2 separate regions of the Canis lupus genome follow, and region 2 is linked to region 1. A link is a contact called in public Hi-C data. All regions are on one chromosome and are shown on one strand. Each heading gives the region's core, a stretch centred on a gene start, on an enhancer-like site or on the middle of the called end of the contact. The rest is flanking DNA. Distances are from core to core; before and after follow the strand shown. Region 1 has its middle 180 kb from the start of ARID2. Region 2 holds the start of ARID2 (AT-rich interactive domain-containing protein 2).

Evidence for each region. Hi-C and Micro-C count contacts between places; a contact is called where the count stands out from the background.
Region 2: a contact with region 1 is called in a Hi-C map of blood, with 4 times the contacts expected there. The contact joins the promoter of ARID2 here to the enhancer-like site in region 1. A contact is called at or near these places in 2 of 9 Hi-C or Micro-C datasets (amygdala and blood).

The regions. Positions count from the first base shown.
Region 1 is chr27:37,789,061-37,795,653 of UU_Cfam_GSD_1.0, reverse strand. No RefSeq gene overlaps it. Among named protein-coding and RNA genes, the nearest start is that of ARID2, 180 kb to the left of the region's middle. Within about 2 kb of position 3,808, at least 1 of the 20 cell types and tissues checked has an H3K27ac peak or open chromatin away from gene starts, as enhancers often do. A contact at or near this core is called in blood, where this site is marked.
Region 2 is chr27:37,969,612-37,976,204 of UU_Cfam_GSD_1.0, reverse strand. ARID2 (AT-rich interactive domain-containing protein 2) reads right to left here and starts at 4,267. Exons shown (of 21, transcript XM_038577418.1): 1 at 4,025-4,267; 2 at 3,743-3,836; 3 at 2,422-2,519. The coding sequence starts at 4,116.

The DNA of each region.
Region 1 (6,593 bases), core at 2,559-5,058:
GAAGGAGCAATGCCTGTGTAGGAAAGTAAAGACTTCCCAGAAGTCCTTGACAGGCTTCTGGAATAGATGTCTTGTGATTATGAAATTACCAGTACAAAAACTAGCCCTGTAAGGAGGCTGAGGAGAAAGCTAGAGAGAAACAGGGTCCCTGATGGCATCATGGCACATCCTACCAGCCCTGACCACCTCCCTCATGATTTCTTGTTAAGTGGAAATCATGCTACCCTCTTCAGTAAAGCCACTGGGGTGGGGTGGGAATTTTCTTTATTTTGAGCTATGTTGGTTCCTAACTGATATGGGTGCTTGGTCTATTTTATTACTTTAACCCCATGCCTGGCATGTAGTAGACATTAAATATATTTGTTGAATGAATAGATAGTAATCGCTACCAAGCGAATCCTCATTTCTGCATATAATTCCTTAATCATCACCATCTCACAGAGGGGGAAAATAATACATATGTTTAATGGTTAGTAGCTGTATCACTTGATTTATCCATTCTGATGTATGGTCTTTATCCAGGTAAGTTGCAGAAGAGAAAATGAATCTCTGAAGACAAAGAACATATTTGGAGAAGAGAATGAATCATTATCTAATAATAAATTCTGACGTAGGAAATATGACAAACTGAGATATTTCACAATGTCACCAGAGAGTCACCAAGACCTACGAGATTTTTCAAAACCTAAAGCTGTCATCTCAGTATCCTCTTAGCTGGTGGCAAGGCTTTCAGTGTCTCCTCTTGCCCCATGAAAATCCTGACCATCCCTTCGAGTCCAGCTCTACCTCCATTCCCCTTTAGAGAGCCTTTCCTAACCACGCTAGCTAGTACTCTTCTCTCTTTGGTAAATTCATATGTCATGGGTCAATTCACTTAATCCAATACACCACCCTTCTCCATCCTCAATGGTAAGAGTCCTCAAGGTAGAGAGCAAAGACTAATCATTTGCATTTCCTGTTGAGGTGGCACTTGGTCCTGTGCAAAAAGGCAGCCAAAAGTAGGAGAAAAAGCAAAGAAGAAGAAATTAGAAGATCTGGATTCCTGTAGATCATTCAGTTCACCAGAATTCATAGAGCACCCTCCTGCTGTGACCACTTTTTTTTTTGTGTGACCACTTTCTTGAGTCTCAGTTGGATCATCTGTGAAGTCGAGTAAATAATACCCATCTTACTGAGTCAAGTAAATAATCCCCATCTTACTGGTTATGTTGGGTTTGAATGAGATAGTAGATGTGAACTGTTCTATAACTATTAATTTCTGTGTCATAGTAAGTGCTCTAAATGTACCTGTGGAATTAAATTTTATATGGTCAGTACTCTGAAGGCAATTATATGAAAATGCTTGAGTGTTTTCTCTTCGTCACTTGATCTCTCTAGAGTTTTATGACATTCTAACTTGGTTGTGTCACTTGCAACAATCATTAAGGGCCTTAAGTATTCCAACAAATACTGGCTATTACCCCCACATTGTTGGACATGCAGCCAAATGCCCATGATATGGTTGCTACAAATTATCCATTAGCCTCTGGAACTTTGCCAAGACCTCTTTCAGCCAAAGATCTCAGGCTTGAATTAATCAGACATACAAGTAGTTACACAATAAATGTTCTTAAGGCCTTGCATCAGAAAGAACTGAACAAGGGCCAATGATCACCTGGCTCATCCATGCAGAACATGGGAATATTGGTCAACTACTGAAAACATTGGTTTTTCTCTTCTTTTTTGTCTCCTCTAATTCTTTACAATTTTTAAAAATTTTATTTATTTATTCATGACATACAGAGAGAGAGAGAGAGAGAGAGAGAGAGGCAGAGGGAGAAGCAGGCTCCATGCGGGGAGCCCTGCGTGGAACTTGATCCAGGGTCTCCAGGATCACGCCCTGGGCTGAAGGCAGTGCTAAACCACTGGGCCACCAGGGCTGCCCATACAAATTTATTTTCCACAACTTTTTTATGGTTTCACACAATAAAATATTATGAATCTTATTTTACAAAAGGTCCTTTCTAATAAGGCTTTCTCTTCCATTTAAAATATTTCTACTCCAAAACAAAATAATCTGACATTTCTGTGTGTTGAGGAGCACCTATCTAAAGTATTTCTAGTTTATATTTCTGGAAATCACCTAGACTGAGGAATGCAATGCTTTAATTTGGGTTCTCTTAAAAGCAGAGCCTGAGACAAGGATTTGGGTACAGGTGGTTAACTTGGGAGGTGGTCCCAGGAAGAAAGAGTGAGGGTGTCAGGGGAATAGGAGAGGGGAGGAGTAATCTGCTGGGAACAGTTACTATGGGGAGGGCAGTTCTACTGAGATCACCTGAGTAGCTCACCCCTGGAGTTGTCCTGAATACAGTGGCTCCTGCCCCCCATAAATTGAGAGTTTCTTTACAAGCTTTTCCTTTTCTGTGCTTCCAGGCTTGCCTTGCATATCCAGGTGAGTAAACTCCAAGGTGTGGTGCAGAATGCTTAATGCAATACCCCATTTGCATTAGTATCTCCACTGGTAGTGTGAGGTAGGAGAGCTTGCATTTAACTGTCCATTGTAGCCATAGCTGATATTAGAGATGGGCAGAGAACATGTTATAGGGATACCAGAGGCACCTGCTACATGAAATTCTGCTTTTATGCTATAGATTATCCTGGTTTTGAAATATTTACATGTAATTGTAGTTGATAGTTGTCTTCAACAACAACCATAATATCCTCTAAACTTTATTGAGCATTCTGTATGCCAGGCTCTGTTGTAAGCATTTGAGAAAATATTTTCTCCATGTAACTACCATTACTATGGTTGTTATTATTATTAAAAAATTACAGTTGTGTGCAGTTAATTCCCAATTAGAATAATTTTGGCCATTTTTATTATCACTACTAACAATAAATGCATATTATAAACACAGTCCAAACAGCTTCAGCTTCTGAATTAAGGAGGATCCAGACTCCTGTGCCAGACTTTATTCTAAAATATCCAAATATTATCCCGATTATGGTGGGTGGGTTGTTTTTTTTTTTTTTTTTTTTTGCCTTTACTTATTTCTCTTCTTTATTGGAATTTTTCCCTATTTCTTTTTTTAAAATTTAAATTCAATTTGCCAACATATAACACCCAGTGCTCATCTCATCATTAACTAATTATGGTGTTTTATCAGTAGCAGTATGGAGACAGGGTGAAGTTATATCCAGCAAACCACATTCTGTGCAGAAACTCATACCCTGTTGTGACTGTTATAGATGGGACATGTGTTGTGTCAGAGAAAAGTCAAGAATTTTTGCTCCAGGCTAAACGTACTTTTCTCCTTTCTAAGTTTTTTTAACCTTAAGCTTAAAAAAATAAAACCCCAAAATGTCCTTTTTAATGTCATGTATTTTTAATTTGCTACTCAGAAGGTGTTAGATCTAATTGTGTTGAACATTTTCCACTTGGCTGTTAACTGTAAAATTCCCTCAGAAGAATAGCGTTTAAGGGTCTCCTACCCTGGGGACATGCATTGAAGAAAGAGCCAATCAGGCCACTCCTTCAATGTTGGCACCAGGAAAATGGCAGGCTGTAGTGCTGTCCCAGGAAACTGGTGCTGTGGCGGGAGCTCCTCTCCTGACTTCGTCTGTTATCTCCTTTTTAGAGAGCTTCCCGTGTGAACGTTGAAGGCATAGGACAGCCAGAGGACTAATAGCTAGCTGTTTAAGCAGTGCTCAAATGATTGTGGTTACACATCTATATGTAGATTTTATCTTGCTACCTCCCTGCCTTGATGTGTAAGTCATGACCACAAGGCACATGAACAAGTATAACCATGTTCTTGATTTGTGATGTTTTTGTGGTGGGCACCTTGTGCTAAGAGGCAGGAGATCTGCATTTCCTGGCTCAGCTGGTCACTGACGTCTGATCTTTAGCAAATTACTTCTCTTTTTCTGGCCTCAGCTTCCCCAGTAGTATATGCTAGAGTCAGACTAGTTGAGTTGTAAATTCTCTTCTAACTTTGCATTCTGTGGTTCATTGTATACAGTTCAATAATATATTTCTTTATATTTTCTTGTTTAGGATAGAGTTCATTATGGAAGGCAACCATGACAGAGAAATCTCCAAATTGCAAGTCGTATTTCGTAAATAGAAATATGTTTGATGGCAGACAAACGTACACGCTTTTGTTCCACTTAGATTATTTTTTCAAATATTCAGATTTATTTAAAATTAAAATTATATTTTAACTAAAATATATTCTGTGCTCATAATTTTTTTTCTACTCATCCTTATACTTTCTACTACTCATTTTTTTTTTTTTTGTCTTGAGAGTCTAGTAAAATCCAAAATGGAATGTTTATTGATTTATGTCTGTCTCTTTCCAAAAGAGCTTGGAGGCAAGGCTTCTTGGTGTGTAGGTGGTGGTGGTATTAATAGAACTGGCATTGTTACCCTATTGATCCTTCACCTGGCTGTTGGTGCTTCAGGATTTTCTAATCCTACCATCTGGTGGTTTTGTCTGTGCTCTCTTTATTGTTTATTTTTTAACTTCTGAACTCTTCAATTCTGAACTCTTTCTAGTTGATGCTCTTTAGAAACATAATTTCTAAACCCATCAATTGCAGTTTTTTTTTTATGGTAGCTTCAAATCAGTTCAGGTGTCTCAATACAGCAACCCGGAGAAAAACAAATGGATCTTCTTTTCCTCTTCTTATCTGATTTTTAAGTAGGTAATTTTAGATGCTATTAAAATTGAACAAACATACTCAAAACTAAGTGAGTTCTTTGACAAAGTACAAAACGTCATCTAACAAATGAGAGGCAGCATCATAGCATATTGTTTTTCTAGCAAAAAAACAGGACAATATGAATGTCCCCAAACAGGGATTTGATTAAACAAATGACAGTACATTTATACATTGGAATTATTGGTTTATTCCTGTGCTATTAAAAATATGTTGTAGAGAATTATTTCATGATGTGAAAAATTGTTCTAATTGTATTGGTAAATAACCAAACCAGATTATATAACAGAATTTATCGTATAATCTTTTAAAAATAATTAATGGATTGTGTGCAATGCATAGAAAAAAAGACTGAAAGGATATAGAAACATTCACAGGGCTGCGTGTTGGCAGGTGGAAAATTAAGAGTAATTTAGAATTGTTTTCTTATTTATTATCTGAAGTTTCCTAAAATGTCTACAAGGAACCTGTATTATTTTGTGATAAGAAAAGAAACAATAATACAAAATTTTTTTTCAGATGAATAAAACAGTAAATGTAAAAATAAAGTAGTAAAAATCTTAGAAAAAAATTAGGAGACTCTATTTAAAATGTGGGAATAGGGAGATCAAACAAGCAAAGAGAAGTGGCCCAGAAACTATAAAAGAAAAGTATATTTAACTTTATAAAGCCTAAAATGTTTTATCTTAAGATACCATAAAACTAGGCCTCAAATCACTTTTTAATGTATATGAATGTTGAATAACTAGGGTGTATACTGGAAACTAATATAATACTGTATGTAAGCTAGACGTCAGTTAAAAATATGACCAAAAAATATATAGGCTGGAAAATATTTGCAATGCATACAGCAGATAAGGGGTTAATAGCTGCACTATCCACACAGCCTCTGCGAACACATTAACAAGAGAAACCCAAACAACCCAACGGTGAAATGGACAAAGCACAACCATAAGACAAATGACATATGAAAAGATATGTCCCATCTTCCTAGCAGTCCGGCAAATGCAGATGCAATAAAAATGAAATATCTGGTACCTATCAGAAGGGCAGAATTTGAAAACAGAGATCGTACTTAGTGCGAAAGTAGAAGCCGATCGTCTCACCATTGCTGGCAGGCATTTTAACCTTATTTGAAAGCAATCTGGCAATAAAATCGGAAGTCGTTTGTTCCAACAGTCTGACAGGAGGGCACATTATCTCCCTCTTCTAATGCTTTTTCCACATGGAGAGAGTTCTATTTGGGGGGCAATCCTGGCTTCTCCAAACTCTCTTCAACAGTTGAGGAGCAAGGAATCATCTGATTGGGGAATCTGAGGATCAGGACCCTGGCAGGTGTAGCTTAGCCCCTCTCCATCTGGCTCTTGGATCCGCCCACTGCAGAGAACATGTGCTCTGATATTTTCTTGGCCACGTGGGAACCCCAGTGGGCAAGGCTCTGCCCCAGTAGGGGGCCTATGGTTAATTAGCACAGCCTGCACTGGGTGGTGGTAGGGGAGTGACGTGTCTATGCAGATGAGCTCTTTAGATCTCCCCTCAAGATAACTTGCTTCGAGAAGGTTACACCAGCTGCTCTACCTTCAGATCTACCACAGCACTCATGCTGAGGTCACAGGCTCCCTGGGTTGGACAGCTTTTATTGTGGGGCCCTCCAGTGGCCTGGATGAGACTTCTCTAAGTTATACTGCAGCCAGAGGCTTTTTTCTATCCAATCCTCCTTTCTCGTCTTTTCTTGCACAAGTGCCAGACCTGCATTGTAATCTGTAAACTGCATCACAACCATGAGCGTTTCCTCCGGTAAATTATTTGCAATTCTAATTCTGTCTTGGTGGCTGCTTCTCAGAGGACTTAAACACGTCATTGGTGGTACTAGGAAATGTCTGAGAAAGCAG
Region 2 (6,593 bases), core at 3,018-5,517, 180 kb before region 1:
AATAAGTCAAATGAAAAAGCGGTCCTTATTTAAAAAAAAAAAATTATTCTACCTGTGATTTAGAAAACACAATGCGCTATCTACTCATCAGAAACCATGATATTCAGTTTGATACATCAGAGAGGGAACTCACAAAGTCACTCAATTACTATTTCTTACTCTGAAGAGGCACTCTTAAGGTTAAGTAAGAGAATTACTGTGAAAGCTTGGCATCCTGTCTGCCAGTTAAGATTTTTCAGAGGAAGGTGTAAAACCCAGCATAATACATGTCCTCTAATTGTGCAATATTACACCACCATGGAAAAAAAAAATCTTCCAAGGTTGGTAGTACCCAATTTTTGACCAGCATATTTCTCTTGTATTTCTTTACAAGCCATGCAAATCTTCACATGGCTTTATTTTCCAAAACAAATGCTTCAACTTTTTTCCTAGTAGCCTAGCTACAACCCTACAAAAACAAACCTGGAGAGTGACATATGGAGGAAAAACAAGTTTAGCTAAGGACATAGTTCAAAAAGCAGCTTCTAATGGGAGCGTAAAGCTCAAATTGATCTGAGAACAATGTAAAGAGTTGCAAACAACCCTGAAGCTATATAGTTGAAAATAGTACTTATAAGTATAATCAGTGAATGATATCATCTCAGAAATCACAACTGGAAAAACAGTATTTATGTGACTTGTAAAAAAACAAAAAAACAAAAAAACAAAAAAAAACTAGAGTTCTAGACATTTAATTGATTATGCTAAAACCCTCTTAGTATGCGTGCAATTTCTTCAGTATAACACACATCTCCTGAATCATATGTATCTTTCAGTACCTTCCGGATATTAAATTTCAATCATCAGTCAACCCAATAAGGCATAACTTTAAACTGTGTTTAAAACAGTTTAAAATCCAAATAGTTCAAACTGGTTGCCAGAAAACCAAGACCTGTATAAATAATATTCCTCTCAATGTTATAAATGGAAATGTACAAATGAATATCACCACAAATATAAAATTCTCCACTTCTCACCACATTACCAAATCAGCAGTTTGGGGGGTGAATTTCACTTTGTTTTTTTTTTTGTTTTGTTTTGTTTTAGACCTTTATTTAAAAATGTACTCTGCCACACACTGCCATCACACACACACATCAGAACAGATAACAACTAGCCATATTTAATATTTTCGAGACTTCTGTGTAACTCAGTAACTACCCACAAAGTTCTGTGAACTCTTCAGCTTCAAGCCTGAAGTCAATCTAAGATAGCCAATAGAAAGTACACCTGGGCAATTACCGCATTTCCTACTTCAGAAAGCTGAACTTAACACAGCATATCTACATTTGGGTATTGCATTTGGAGCAATGATAAATGCCAAACTCAAACTATGTAGAAGGTACATTAACTAAAAAAAAAAAAAAAAAAAAAAAAAGGCTATCCCTTTTTTATATCCCTTAATGGTATCATTATTAAACAGCAATAAATACGAAGAGCACCCTCTGAGTTTTAAATCACCACCACCACCTAAAGACCCTCTATGAGTAAGCAAGCATTAAAAATAAAAGATGACCTCATAATAGGTTACAATATGAAAATATTCTTAGCAGAAAAAGGAAAAAATAAAGCTTAATCAGAAAATACAATATCTAAAGCGTACCACACATCAACTAAGAAACTTACTTTGTCAAAGACTGTCAAAAAAGGAGGGAGAGAATGAAAGAAAATCCAAATCATAGTATTCCATTTCATAGTATCCTTAATCTTCCTACATATATAATAATCCTTCTGAACGTTTTTAAGTCACTCAAAAATCCCAAAGAACTTATTCTAAAAAGAATCCTGGTCACCTAAGGCACCAAACATGCTATGCTGTGTGTAAATATTCTACTGAAAAACTACTCTGTTACACGGTTCCATGCAAGAGGTATCATTTTTGTTTTGTTTGAGAATCTTAAAGTGAGGATTTTAAAAGGCAAAGGAGTTTCCGAAGCCAAGCAAAAATTTTCCCAGGGGATACAAAGTTTCATTAACTATCTTAACTCTTTTACTAAGCATCACCTCTCTGCCCCTCCGTGGATATCAACCAATCAATAACAATGTCACAAAAGAACGTTTACCAAGATGGGAGGTGGGGTGTCACCTGTAATGATCCCGTATGAAAAATGTAAACAGTCCTAAAATAGGCGAGGAAAACTTTCACCTTCCTATACAACCTCACTTTATGGATATTTGATGTTTGTCGGACTGAAAAGATGAAGACAAGTTTAGAAACTGGTGTGCAAGGTTTGTTTGGGGGGAGTGGGGGGCTTATCCCTACCACCACCACCAAAAAACAAACAAACAAACAACAACAACAACAACAACAAAAAAAACACCCACAAATCTCCCCTTGAGTCCCTCAGTTCCAAATACTGTGCAAGAGTCACTACTACTCACCGCAAGTAATACTGTTTTAAAGCAAAGGCAGCGTTAGAACAACTTCTGGGAAAGTTGAACTCTTCAACAATTTCTCCCCACTGATTCTTCTCAGAAACCTGTTAAAAACACAGCCACACTTGTCTGAGAGTGCACCGTCCAGGGAGACTGCAGCCTAACCGTGAAATAAATACCCATTCTACAGAGATCTGAGGATACACCACCTCGGGCATCAGTGGGTGTTTGGGATCGATCCGTGAGGAGAACTAAGCAAGGGAGTGTGTGTGTGGGGGGGGGGGGGGCTCGAATCACTGTGTTTTCACCCGAGAGCCCTGTATTTAATAGCACTTGTTTTGTTTGGGGGGGGGGGGGGCGGCGGCGGCGGGGGGCCCGGGAGGGGGTGTGTGGGGGAGACTGGTGGGTTTGTTTTGTTTTTGAAGCCCGGACAATAACCAATCGCAAGTCCCTCTGTCGCCCCCTTTTAAATCTCAACGCGGTCCGTTTACACTAAAAAAAAAAAAAAAAAAAAGTTCAAAAGGATCAATACTGTTCCGGACAGCGACGTCGGCGGGTTCCGGGGGGGGGGCCGGGCCCGGGGCCGCTCCCGATCCCTCTCCCACATCTCTCCATCTCCATAGGCCCTTCTTTGAGGCCTACAGCTTCTGCCTAGCCTTGAAGCCTAAGATGGCTATTTGGAGACAGGTCCTGGTTTCTTTTGTTAGCCGTATAAACCGAGGGCGACGGGGCCGAGGCTGTGCCCCCGGCCGCCGGGATCATTTGGCGGCCGATTATCGATGTGAAACCTGCCCGCGCTAATTTTGAGTTGCACGAAAACTGCTCTCAGAGTCTGTGTGTCTCTGTGTCTCCGCCTGTGCTAGAGCGGCAGCCGCGGCGGAGCCGACTCGCGAGCGAGCGGGCGGGCGGGCGCGCGGGCGGGCGGGCGGGCGGGCGGGCGCGGGGCGGCGGGGCTCGGCCGGGCGGCGGGGCTCGGGCGGGCGCCCCCTGCACGCCCGCGCTCCCCGCCGCGGCGCTCGGACCCCGCCGGGCCGGCCGGCCGGGCGGGCGGGCGGGCGGGCGGCGGGCAGGGCGCGAGCCGGCGCCGGGCCGCCCGCCCGCCCGAGCCCCGCCGCCCCGCCGCGCGCACGCGAGCCACCAGGCCAAAAAAACAGCCCCGCCGCCCGGCCGCCTCCGTGCCACCGGCTGCGAGCGCCGAGAACGCCTTTTGCCCCCGCGGGCCACCGGGCCCCCCCCGCCCCGGGCCCCGAGCGCCCACTCCGGGGTCAAAGGAGACTTTTCGGAGCAGGCCAGCGAGAGGGAAATACGAATTAAAACTTCCACTCACCTTCGCGAATCCGCCTAAAGTAGTGACTCTGGTGTAGAGACCGTGAAGATCCAGCTCCTTCCCACCCACCGCAGGGATTTTTTTAAAAGGCGACCTGCGGGAGAGGAGACGAGAGAGAGAGAGAGAGAGAGAGAGGAGAGGAGAGCGAGAGGAGAGCGAGAGAGAGCGAGAGAGAGAGAGAAAGCCCCGCACTTGTCAGCCGGGACCCCGCGCCCGGCCCGGGCGGGAGAGCCCCGTTCGCCCCGGCTCGCCCCGGCGCTGCCCCCCCGGCTCTGCGCTCACCCTCTGCTGTGGTGGAACTGCCGCAGCTCGTCCAGGAAAGCGAGTCCCTTTCTCCGCTCGTCCGGAGGCGCCTTCCCCGTCGAGTTTGCCATTATTTTTGCAAAGGAGGTTTCAAAAAAAACCCGGATCGGCGTCTTAAAAGCGGCCCCCGCTCCCCGCGCGTCCTACCAGAGCCCGGAGCCCATTCCTCGGCCGGCGGCGGCGGCGGGGCTCAGTCATGGGCCGGCGGTGGCGGCGGCGGCGGCGGCGGCGGCGGCGGCGGCGGCGGCGGCGGCGCAGGGAGGGAGGGAGGGAGGGGGAGGAGGAGGAGGAGGAGGGGAAGGAGGGAGCCGGAGGCCGGGGGGAGAGGAGGGAAGGAGGGAGGGGAATTTCTAAAAAAGTTTAAAGAAATCGGAGCGAAACTAGAGGGGCAGGCGACTGCCGGATCGGCGCGAAGCCGCGGGGCGAGCGCGGCCCCCACCCCTTCCTTCCCTCCCTCCCTCCCTCCCTCCCCGCGGCCCGGCTCTCGCCCGCCTCTCAGCGCCGCCGGCCCAGGCGGCTCGGCCTGCGGACGCGATTCAACATGGGGCTGCTGCCGGGGGCGCGCGGGCGGGCGAGGGGCCGGGCGAGCCGACGGTGAGCGGCCGGAGGCCCGGAGTTTCGGCGGCGGCGGCGGCGGCGGCGGCGGGGCTGGGGCAGGCGGGGCTGGGGGTGGGGAGGGGGAGGTCTGTGTGGTGGTTTGTGGAGAGAGGGGTGACAGCGTGTATTCCGGCCGCGGCTCCGCGGGGCCCTCGCACACATTCACGCGCGGCCTGGGCCGCGGCGGCCGGGGCGTCCCCGGGCAGAAAGCACCGGCGGCGGCCGAGCCGCTGCGCGCCGCCCGCCCGCTTCCTTCCCCGCCAGCCTCGCTCTCTGCCGCCGCCGCCAGCGCCGCCGCCGCCGCCGCCGCCGCCGCCGCCACGGCCGGGCAGCCAGCGCCGCACAGCGACCCCCGAGGGCCGGCCGCGGCACTGCGCCCGGCTCCACACCGCCCCGGCAGCTCCTCGCGGGGAACAATAGACTCGGCTCGCCGGGCTTAGGGTTCATCTGCAATGTGCCGCACATTTCACACGCACACAAAGCCGGCGGAAAGGGGGGCGGCGCGGGGAAACGGCCACTACCGGTTGTTCCAGGGTTAGGGGTGGAGGCGATGTTCGCGTCCCCGGCCCGGCTGTTGCCAGGGCCGCCCCGGGGTCCCCGCCGGCCCCGCAGCACCCAGCACCGGCCTGGCGCTCGGCGGGCAAGGGAAGCTCCGAGGGGCAGCTCCTGCCGCTACGCATCCTTCACGGATCCGAATAAAGTCCTTTTTTTTTTTTTTTTTTTTTTGAGGGTCTAAGGGAATCGGCGTTTCCGAGCCTTGTGCTAGTATTTTGGGGCCTGATTAGCACATTTTCCATGAATTATCCACAAACTAACTTGAGCGAACTGGAAATCAAATACGATGGGAACTGTGTGTGTGTGTGTGTGTGTGTGTGTGTGTGTGTGTGTCCTAGTTCTCCTGGAAATACACGGATGCCCACGTCGTCTTGCCTCTCTGGTCGCTTTCACCTATCAAACTAGATTATTTTATGCTGAGTTATGCAAAAACAGTAATTAAACCGGCTCGGGAGCCAACCTTCTGAACTTGGACGATAATTAACGTTTTATATTTTCGCGTTAAGGTGCCTTCAAGATAGATGCGCTTATAAATACATAGCAAGACCTGGTGCCCCCTTGCTTCCAAACGTCTCAAAAGCCATCCCCGTGTTAAAAAAAAAAAAAGAAAACGCTGAAGGTTAATAAGAAAAAGGCTGCTTAAAGGGAGGCTAATCAGCTCAACAAATACTCCCACCTAAGTTTGCATTTACAAGGGGGTGTCGGCTCCTCGCCACGAATGGTAATGAGGCTTCGCTGTAACGGGAGGCGTCTCCTCATTCCCATTTTAGCGATGGCCACTACGGGCAAAGTCACCGAGTAACCCCAAGGTCACAGGCTTATAAAGGTCTGGAGGATGATCATTTCAGGTAGTGGTTCCAATGGGAACATTTATTCGGCGGTGGTGGGGGAATAAAAAAAAAAAAAATTATGTAATACAGCCCAGCGTGCTTCCGGTGCTCACTCTAGGAAACGGATTTATTTCCCAAGTAAAGTTTGTGTCTTCAACGGGGATTGGAATGAGGCTGTGGCTAGGAAGTTCCTGACACCCGAGGGCCAGTGAGTGTCACGGAAGCCGGGGAAAGGCGGAGACCCGGCTGGGGGAGTGGAGGAGCCGGGCCCGGGCTGGCTGGGGGGGCGGGGGGGAGGGAGGGAGGGAGGGAGGGGGCGGGGTAGGAGGGAGGCCAGGTCATCTGTCCCTTCCCCCCACCGGTCCTCTTAGGGGTGGTGGAGATGTGGGCCGCAGAGCTGCGTGGCCGGGGCTGTGCGGATTCCCTAAACGCCGCACTTGCGCACAGCCCCTTACGTAACTGTCAGCGCCGGGGATTCCCTAGAGGGGGTCATTCTATTCAACCATTACACACACCCCGGGCCGCTGCCGCCGCGCCGCCGCCGCCGCCTCACAAAATGGCGGCGC